2 separate regions of the Anser cygnoides genome follow, and region 1 is linked to region 2. The links are chromatin contacts, called in public Hi-C maps. All regions are on one chromosome and are shown on one strand. The core of a region is the stretch at or near the end of the contact, and the rest is flanking DNA. Distances in the headings are between cores, read along the strand shown.

Region 1 (3,998 bases), core at 1,455-3,954, 320 kb before region 2:
GCACATTGATGAGTTAATGGATGAAGCAAGTATCATCGAGGTAAGAAACCTGAAATCAAAATCACGGGTGTAGGGAAGTTACTGAGAATTACAGATTTCCTTCATCCTGTTACTCACAGAAAGAGTTGTCATGTGTTTCGTACAAGCAGGTGGAGATAAAGGAATGTTTGAGGAGGACAAAGCACTCCTCAGGTTTCTTTGTTGTCAGAAGTGAAGATAATTCAGTTTGTTACCTTTGTTTATCTGCCGCAGGAGCTAGTGCAAACTGTGAGTTTTGGAGGCAACTACCTTCTCAATGTGGGCCCTACAAAGGAAGGAGTGATTGTTCCCATCTTCCAAGAAAGGCTTCTGGCCCTTGGGAGGTGGCTGGACACTAACGGGGAGGCAATTTATGAATCAAAGCCATGGAGAGTACAGATGGAGGACACAGGGACTGTCTGGTAAGGACTCCATTGTTCAGTACCATCCTGCAGCTGCTCCAGCTCGGGTTAAAGAAGCTGGGGTTTCTTTATTGGTCATTAAACTTGGTACTTGCTGAAGCATTGCCACCAGGTGCAGATGGCTTTTAGGTAACGTCCTACAACTGGAGTGCTCACTTACTGCCCCAGGGCGTTATCTAAGAAATATCCTGCTGGAAAGAAGAGAATAAAGATCAGGGCTTCAGCTGTCTTACATGATTTTAAAAAACAATTGTTCCCTTAAAAAAAAATCCTACGCTGTTGCTGTCAGGACTGTTTAAGTAGTGGTCGTGGCTAGTTTGAATTGCACAAATGTAGTTAGTTTAAATGAATGTAGTCTGTAAATGTAGTGATATTTGCTTTTAGGTTGTTATATAATAGTACTGCGTACTGTTACCCAACTGTTACACTTGCTGAGAAGAGCACAGTGAGCGAATCAAGAGCCAGAAGTGCTACAAAACAGAGCTGTTGGTTCTAAGTGTGCTCAAGCATGTTCAGCCTCGAAATGCAGAGCAATGACAAGATCAGTGTACGACAGCGTATCTGCTCTGTTGACCTCAGTCTGATGAAAGGACAGATGACATTCGCTTTTAGGAAACGTGCGTGGACTTTGTTTAGGTTTCATCAGCCAGGGCTTACTGGCTAAATGGTGGGTTCAAAGCGACTGATTTTGGAACTAGGGGAAAGTAGGTGACCCCTGTATGGTGCCAGTAGGTGAGCTGGTGTTCTCGTGCTGTCTGGAAAGGTCAGGCTTGTGTGGATCTCTCTCCTGTGGGCTTTTCACCTAGCTGAACTCTTGCTCTCTTAGGTACACTTCTAAAGGACCAGTTGTCTATGCCATTTTTCTGATCTGGCCTCAGGACAACGTGCTGCAGCTGTCCTCACCCACCCCATCCCCGGCCACGCAAGTAAGGAACCTGAAGAAAAAAGAGAGAATGCACTTTGAGAGCCCATCTTGGGAAGGCATGGGGTGGGAAGGCCCAACCCGACTTCATTTGGAAACTGGGGAGAACACGGCAGTTGGCATCACTTACTTCTTGCTCTGGGATGGCTTCACCCAGAGTCTTGCAGCATCCCAGGTTCAGGTTTTGTCACTGTTCAACACAGAGCAGTGGGTAGGACTGGGCAGGAGAGGCTTGTGGTCTGCCATAGAACAGGTAGGAACACGTCTCCCCTTTTGTTCCTGTTGACCCAGGGAGGTGAGGTCAGTAACAAGCCTCACACATAGAAGGGATCACGGGTATTACATCCCCAATTCAGATCAGGTACACTGACCCGCTAGTTGTAAGTGTAAGTGACGCAAATGCTGGGGTGCCCTTTGCTCTGAACAAACAGAGGTGAAGCCTCTCAGGTAAAAAAAAAAAACAAAACAAAACAACACAACACCTAAAACCAAACAAACTACAGTCAAAGGTTTGGCCCCAAAATACCCTTCGCGTTGCCTTTGTACACAGTGAGCGATGGGTGGAAACGTGCAGGACTGCTTTTAACGTGTGGGGAATGTTATGCAGAGACTGAAACGTGTGCTGGGTGTACCGGGGTGACCGAATGGGGAGCGCCTGTGGAAGCCACAGCTGAGCGTTTCCCCTGCCCTTTTTTGCAGGTGTCGATGTTGGGTTTTGCAGGGACTCTGGAGTGGCAGAAGGCCCCGGGTAAGGGACTGCTGGTAACTCTGCCACCCGTGCCTCCATCTCCCGTGCCTGCGCAGCCTGGCTGGGCTCTCAGGCTTGAGGGTGTGAACTGACAGCCCTGGCCTGACAGCAGCTGCCCCCCCGGCCTGTCTTTTGTATTAAGTCTAAGATGATTTTTCATTCACTGTTGAATAAATCGCTTTTCTCTCGAGAGAGTTTCTCGTCTGCCCGCTCTGTCTGTCCGTCGGTCTGTAAGTCGCTGTCTGTCCGGGCTGCCCGCTGCGGCGCGCTGCTGGCGGGGCACGGCCCGCGGGGAACAGCGGGGCCCGCTGGGTTGACGCCGAGCTCCTTGGCAGCTGCTGGGGCTCCGCCGCCGTGCTCGCGTGGGGCGAGGCCGCGCTCGGTGCCGGTGGGGACCGGCAGTGACCGCTCCGCAGGGGCCGGGCCGGGCCGGGGCTGCGGAGGGCGGGCGCGGGGTGGGGTGGGCGCAGCGGGGCCGCTGCCCGGGGGGCGGGGGGGGGGGGCGGGGGGGCCGGGGCCGTGCAAACACGGGGCTGTTTGCTCAGCGCCGCCGGCACCGGGGCCGCCTATAAAGGGGCGGCTGCGGGCGGCGGGGGCAGACCGGGAGCGGCCCGGCCGGACCCCGAGCGCGCGGCGGGAGCAGCCCGGCCACAGCCCGAGCGCAGAGCGGCCGCAGCCGGTCCCCGTCGCCGTTCCCGGTGCAGCCCGCCCGCTGCCGCTCCCGCCCCGCCGATGCCGCGCTGCGCCGCGCTGCCGCCGCCCCGCGAGGCCGCCCGGGGCCAGGTACGGGCGGGGGGGGGCGGGGGGGGGGGGGCGGCTGCCCGCCGCCGTCACGTGACCGCCGGGCCCCCCGCTCTGGGGCACGTGACGGCGCGGTCACGTGGGGGGCGGCAACCATGGCGGCGGCGCGGAGGCTGCTGCCGCGCTGGGCGGGATCGCTGCGGCCGGTGAGGGGCGGGGGGGGCCCGGGGAGCGGGAACTGGGACGGGGACCGGGGACAGGGACCGAGGACCGGGAGGGGGACGGGGATAGGGACAGGGACGGGGGACCGGGACGGGAACCGGCCCCGCCCCGCTCCCCTGACGCCCGCCCGTCTCTGCCCCCAGATCAGCGCCGCGGCCGCCGGCGCCCTCCCGCCCCGCGTGAAGGTGGTGGAGGTGGGGCCGCGCGACGGGCTGCAGAACGAGCAGGTAGGGCGGGCACCGGCACCGGCACCGGCACCGGGCGGGCAGGCGGAGGGCCGGGCGCGGGGCCGACCCCCCCCCCCCCGTCGTGCGTCTCGTTTGCCCGCAGAGCATCGTGCCGACGCCCGTGAAGATCGGGCTGATCGACATGCTGTCCGGGACGGGGCTGCAGGTCATCGAGGCCACCAGCTTCGTGTCGCCGCGGTGGGTGCCCCAGGTCAGTGCTCCGGGGGGTCCCGGCGTGGGTCTGGGGGGACGACGGGCCGGCGAGCAGACCGACCCCCCCCCCCCCCCAGCCCTCGGCACCGCGTCTGTAGCGAGCGAGGCGCAGAAAAGCCAAACGACGGCGCTTCTGCTGCTGTGGCCCTTCCCTCCGCACCCGGGGGAGCGGCGCGGGCTCACGCGCAGCTGGCGGCGCACGCGGTGACTCCGGCTCGGCCGGTGACCGACCTTTGGTCCGTCCAGGTGCGCGGTGCTGGGGGCTCTCTAGAGGCCAGTTTCCCCCCGTTCTGCGTATCGCTGTTCCCATTCGTAAAAAATGAATTTTAGGAAATGTTTTATAACTTGTGGAAGTGGATGACAAGCGTGTCGACACCCTTAGAAATCTGTCCGCGTTCCCTTTGCAGATGGCCGACCACACTGAAGTCATGCAGGGGATCAATAAGTTGCCTGGTGTTAGTTATCCCGTGCTGACCCCGAATCTG
Region 2 (3,556 bases), core at 97-2,596:
TAGACGTGGACATTCATTTAGGAGGGAGCTTTGCAGGACAAGTTTGGATGGGTTTTTACTCCTTTATTCTATCCCCACACGCTTTTGGGGCCGACTGCCCTGCCCGCAGGTGAGGCAGGGAGGGAACACGAGCACCAAGGAACTCGCCATGGCTGCCCTCATCAGAGGGGCACAGCTCCTGGTCATCCCCAGCACCAGGGCAGCACCTCAGGCTGTTAACCTGGCAGGAGGGCTACAGAGACACTCAAATATATTTTATTCAGAAAGACACGACAGAGCTGAACGCTGTTCCAAAGGAGACGTTTACTAGCACAGCATTAACGCCTGACACGGGTGTCATTCCCCTTCAGTCAGGGGCAAGGCCGTCAGGCAGCCCCGACCCCGCGGTACGTGGACCAGCCGCAGCGGAGCCCAGCCGTGCCAGGCGCTTTCTTTGCAGGGGCTTCACTTCCTCGGCTGCAGACGACTGATGTGGGGGTCCGAGCGCGTCAAGGCTTGGGCTCTTGCTGGCTGCTGTAGTAGTCAGGCGGGACGTACTTCCCTTCCTTGATCATCTTGTCCCTCTGCTCCAGGATCTTTTTCAGACGCGCAGCCTGACAAAACACATGGGAGAGTTGACAGGGATGTATAACGGGCATCACAGCGCTTACGAGCGCTCACACGGCCACAAGTGGAACCCTGGCACAGCCCCAAGGGAGCTGCATGCACGCAGGACCCTCACTAACCCTTCCCTTGGGCGTTCTCACGCGGTTAAGACACATTTTACTACCAAATATTACGAGTTTTGAGTCAGAGACGCTCTCTGCTTCCTGAGAAAGCCGAGGGCTGACCCTCCACGCACCTCAGCTCTCCAGTTAGGCTGCCACCCACAAGTCCCCGACCGACCCCCAGCACCCCGCTTCTCCCCCTGAATCCCCCTTTTCCCCCCGCACCGCCCCGGGGGGCTCAGGCACCCCCCCCCCCATTTACCAGAGCCCCTCTGCCGGCCCCCCGCGGGCACAGAGGGGCCCGGAGGCAGCCCGTGGCCGGGCGCCGCTCACCAGCTTGGTGCGGTGCATGCACTCCATGAAGTCCTCGTACTCGGGCCGGCACTCGCGGCGGGCCCGCGTCTGGCCCAGGCCGTGCCCGCACTCCACCCACTCCCGCTCGAAGGCGTGGCAGGCCCCGGCGTTGCCGTAGGGCTGCGCGGTGCTCTGCCGCAGCAGCCAGCGGTCCATGTCGAGGCCCATCTGCCGCTGCAGGTCCAGGAACGGCATGGCGGCGGACACGGGCACCGGCACCGGCACCGCCGTCCTTCACCGGCCCTTGCGCGACGCCCGCCGCCGTCAAGCGCGGCCGCTGCCGCGACCTCCGCGCCGCGCTTTACGGCCGAGGCGGCGGCACGGGCACGGGCACGGCGGCACCGCCCGGCAGCGCCCCCTGGTGGCCGGGAGGGGGAGCGCCCGCCGCGCCCCGGCGCCCCCTGCCGGGGGTGGGCCCAGTGATCCCAGTGCCCAGTGGGCCCAGTGCTCCCAGTGATCCCAGGGATCCCAGTGCTCCCAGTGGGCCCAGTGTCCCCAGTGATCCCAATGCCACCAGTGCCACCAGTGATCCCAGTGACCCCAGTGCCACCAGTGATCCCAGTGTCCCCCGTGCTCCCAGTGTTCCCCGTGCTCCCAGTTCCCAGTGATCCCAGTGTTCCCAGTGACCCCAGTGCTCCCAGTTCCCAGCGCTCCTAGTGACCCCAGTGCACAGTGCCCCCAGTGTTCCCAGCGCTCCCAGTGCTCCCACTGCTCCCAGCATCCCCAGTGCTCCCAGTGATCCCAGTGCCCTGCACTCCCAGTAACTCCAGTGCTCCCAGTGACCCCAGTGCCCAGCGCTCATAGTGCTCCCAGTGATCCCAGTGCCCCGCACTCCCAGTAACTCCAGTGCTCCCAGTGACCCCAGTGCCCAGTGCTCCCAGCGCACCATGCTCCCAGTGTTCCCAGTGCTCCCAATTTCTGGCTCTCAGGGTCTCACAGCATCCCCATTTTTTGGCTTTTGTGGCCTCCCCCCACCACAGTGCTGTGGCAGCAGGCAGGAGGGCTCCTCAGGGGGGCTCATTAGGGTGCCACCCAGCCTCCCCCCCAGCTGTACCCACATCCCAGAGCCCACCCCTGTCTCCAAGCCCCCCCAAGCCCCTGGGGTCCCTCCGGATGCCTGAACACAGCCCCCAAGGCTTGGGTGAGCAGCCCCAGCTTCCCTAACGAGCGCAGCCTCGTAATGCAGCTACCTGCTTATCAGAGCCGGCTCCTCTGCCACCTCGGGCACAGGGAGGGGAGGAAGAGCCCGAGGGCTCCTCAGCCATAACCTGAGCCACGCTCAACAACCATTTATTTCCATAACTCTTTAAAAAAAGAACCCAAACCCGTCAGCCTGCCCGCCCAGCCCCTGCAGCAGGCACACAGCACCACACGAGCAGGAGGAGCAGGATCCACGCGGGGCGCTGAGGGCTGCCCGTGGGTCCCAGGACGGGGTGTGAGCGCAGGGGTGCTGGCACAACACCTTCCCCATCCCCGTGCTGCTCAGATGATGCCGGCCGGAGCGAAGACCGGGGGGACGCAGAGCGACTCCACCATCTCCCAGCCACACGACAAGGGGGTGCAGGCGCTCTCGTGGTCGTCTTCTGCTGACAGCAGCTTCCCCTGGAAGAGCTGGACGGCCTTCCTGCAAGCACGAGACACCCGGGGGGCGCGAGGGCACCCACTCATGAAATGCCACAGGGTGGGCCCAAGGAAGGGGAACTCGGGGGCTTTCGCTTCTCCAGAGCCCCAGCCCCGTCTGCACAGCCAGAGCTGATCTGCCCCCACAGCTTCTCCAGTGAAAAATTGTCTCAGGATTTAAAACCTGGCTCGTTATTTAATAACCCCAGTGGCCAGGTTTTGACCCTGAACCCCCAGGGTCTGCCCCCCTCAGATCTGACCCTCTCCCCTGGGCACAGAGCCCGGCCTGGGCGCTGCTCGGAGCCTCCCTCTGGAAGCCCCCGGCCCTGCTCACCAGGACGGTCTCTTACCAGGCCAGGCGCGACATGGCGTAGGTGACCTGTGGCTGGGAGCGCCCACCCAGCAGGGACGACGCGGCGATGGTGTATGCACCCATGTCCTGGAAAATCAGCCAGTCGCCGTCCTGCAGGTCGGGCAGCTCCATGCCTTCGGCAATCCGGTCCTCTGAGTGCCCCGGCGGACCCCGGAGGCTGCTGCATAAGAGGTGGTCTGGGCAAGGCTTCTGCGGGGGAAAGATCGGGCAGCCACAGGGAATGAGGGCACCTGCAGCACAGCGCTGAGCTGTTTTATATAGGGTGAGAATCTGGGCCCAAACCAAGAGACACGCTCTTAAAATTAACCCAGGTGGCTAGAGCCTGGACCAGTCTGCCCTGATGCCCGTGGAAAGCACCCAGTGACAGGTCTGTCTCAGTGTTCCTTCACCAGCTTTAAAGACCAGCCTGAAAGGATGGTTTTCACCTTTCCCAAAGGTTCTTTGTCTCACAGCTGGCCAGACAGCATCTGTACAGCCTAACTTACCACCCCACGCTGGCTTG

Evidence for each region. Hi-C and Micro-C count contacts between places; a contact is called where the count stands out from the background.
Region 1: a contact with region 2 is called in a Hi-C map of liver, with 8 times the contacts expected there. The contact joins the promoter of HMGCL here to the promoter of NDUFS5 in region 2. A contact is called at or near these places in 2 of 7 Hi-C or Micro-C datasets (both in liver).

The regions. Positions count from the first base shown.
Region 1 is chr24:7,182,460-7,186,457 of Taihu_goose_T2T_genome, reverse strand. HMGCL (3-hydroxy-3-methylglutaryl-CoA lyase) reads left to right here and starts at 2,704. Exons shown (of 9, transcript XM_066982501.1): 1 at 2,704-2,893; 2 at 3,217-3,300; 3 at 3,404-3,511; 4 at 3,921-3,998. The coding sequence starts at 2,843. FUCA1 (alpha-L-fucosidase 1) reads left to right here. Exons shown (of 10, transcript XM_048049657.2): 7 at 1-40; 8 at 253-440; 9 at 1,267-1,366; 10 at 2,062-2,300. The coding sequence ends at 2,202.
Region 2 is chr24:6,856,884-6,860,439 of Taihu_goose_T2T_genome, reverse strand. NDUFS5 (NADH:ubiquinone oxidoreductase subunit S5) reads right to left here and starts at 1,346. Exons shown (of 2, transcript XM_048049535.2): 1 at 1,041-1,346; 2 at 284-593. The coding sequence starts at 1,256. The coding sequence ends at 489. AZIN2 (antizyme inhibitor 2) reads right to left here. Exons shown (of 11, transcript XM_066982428.1): 10 at 3,032-3,243; 11 at 2,336-2,685. The coding sequence ends at 2,544.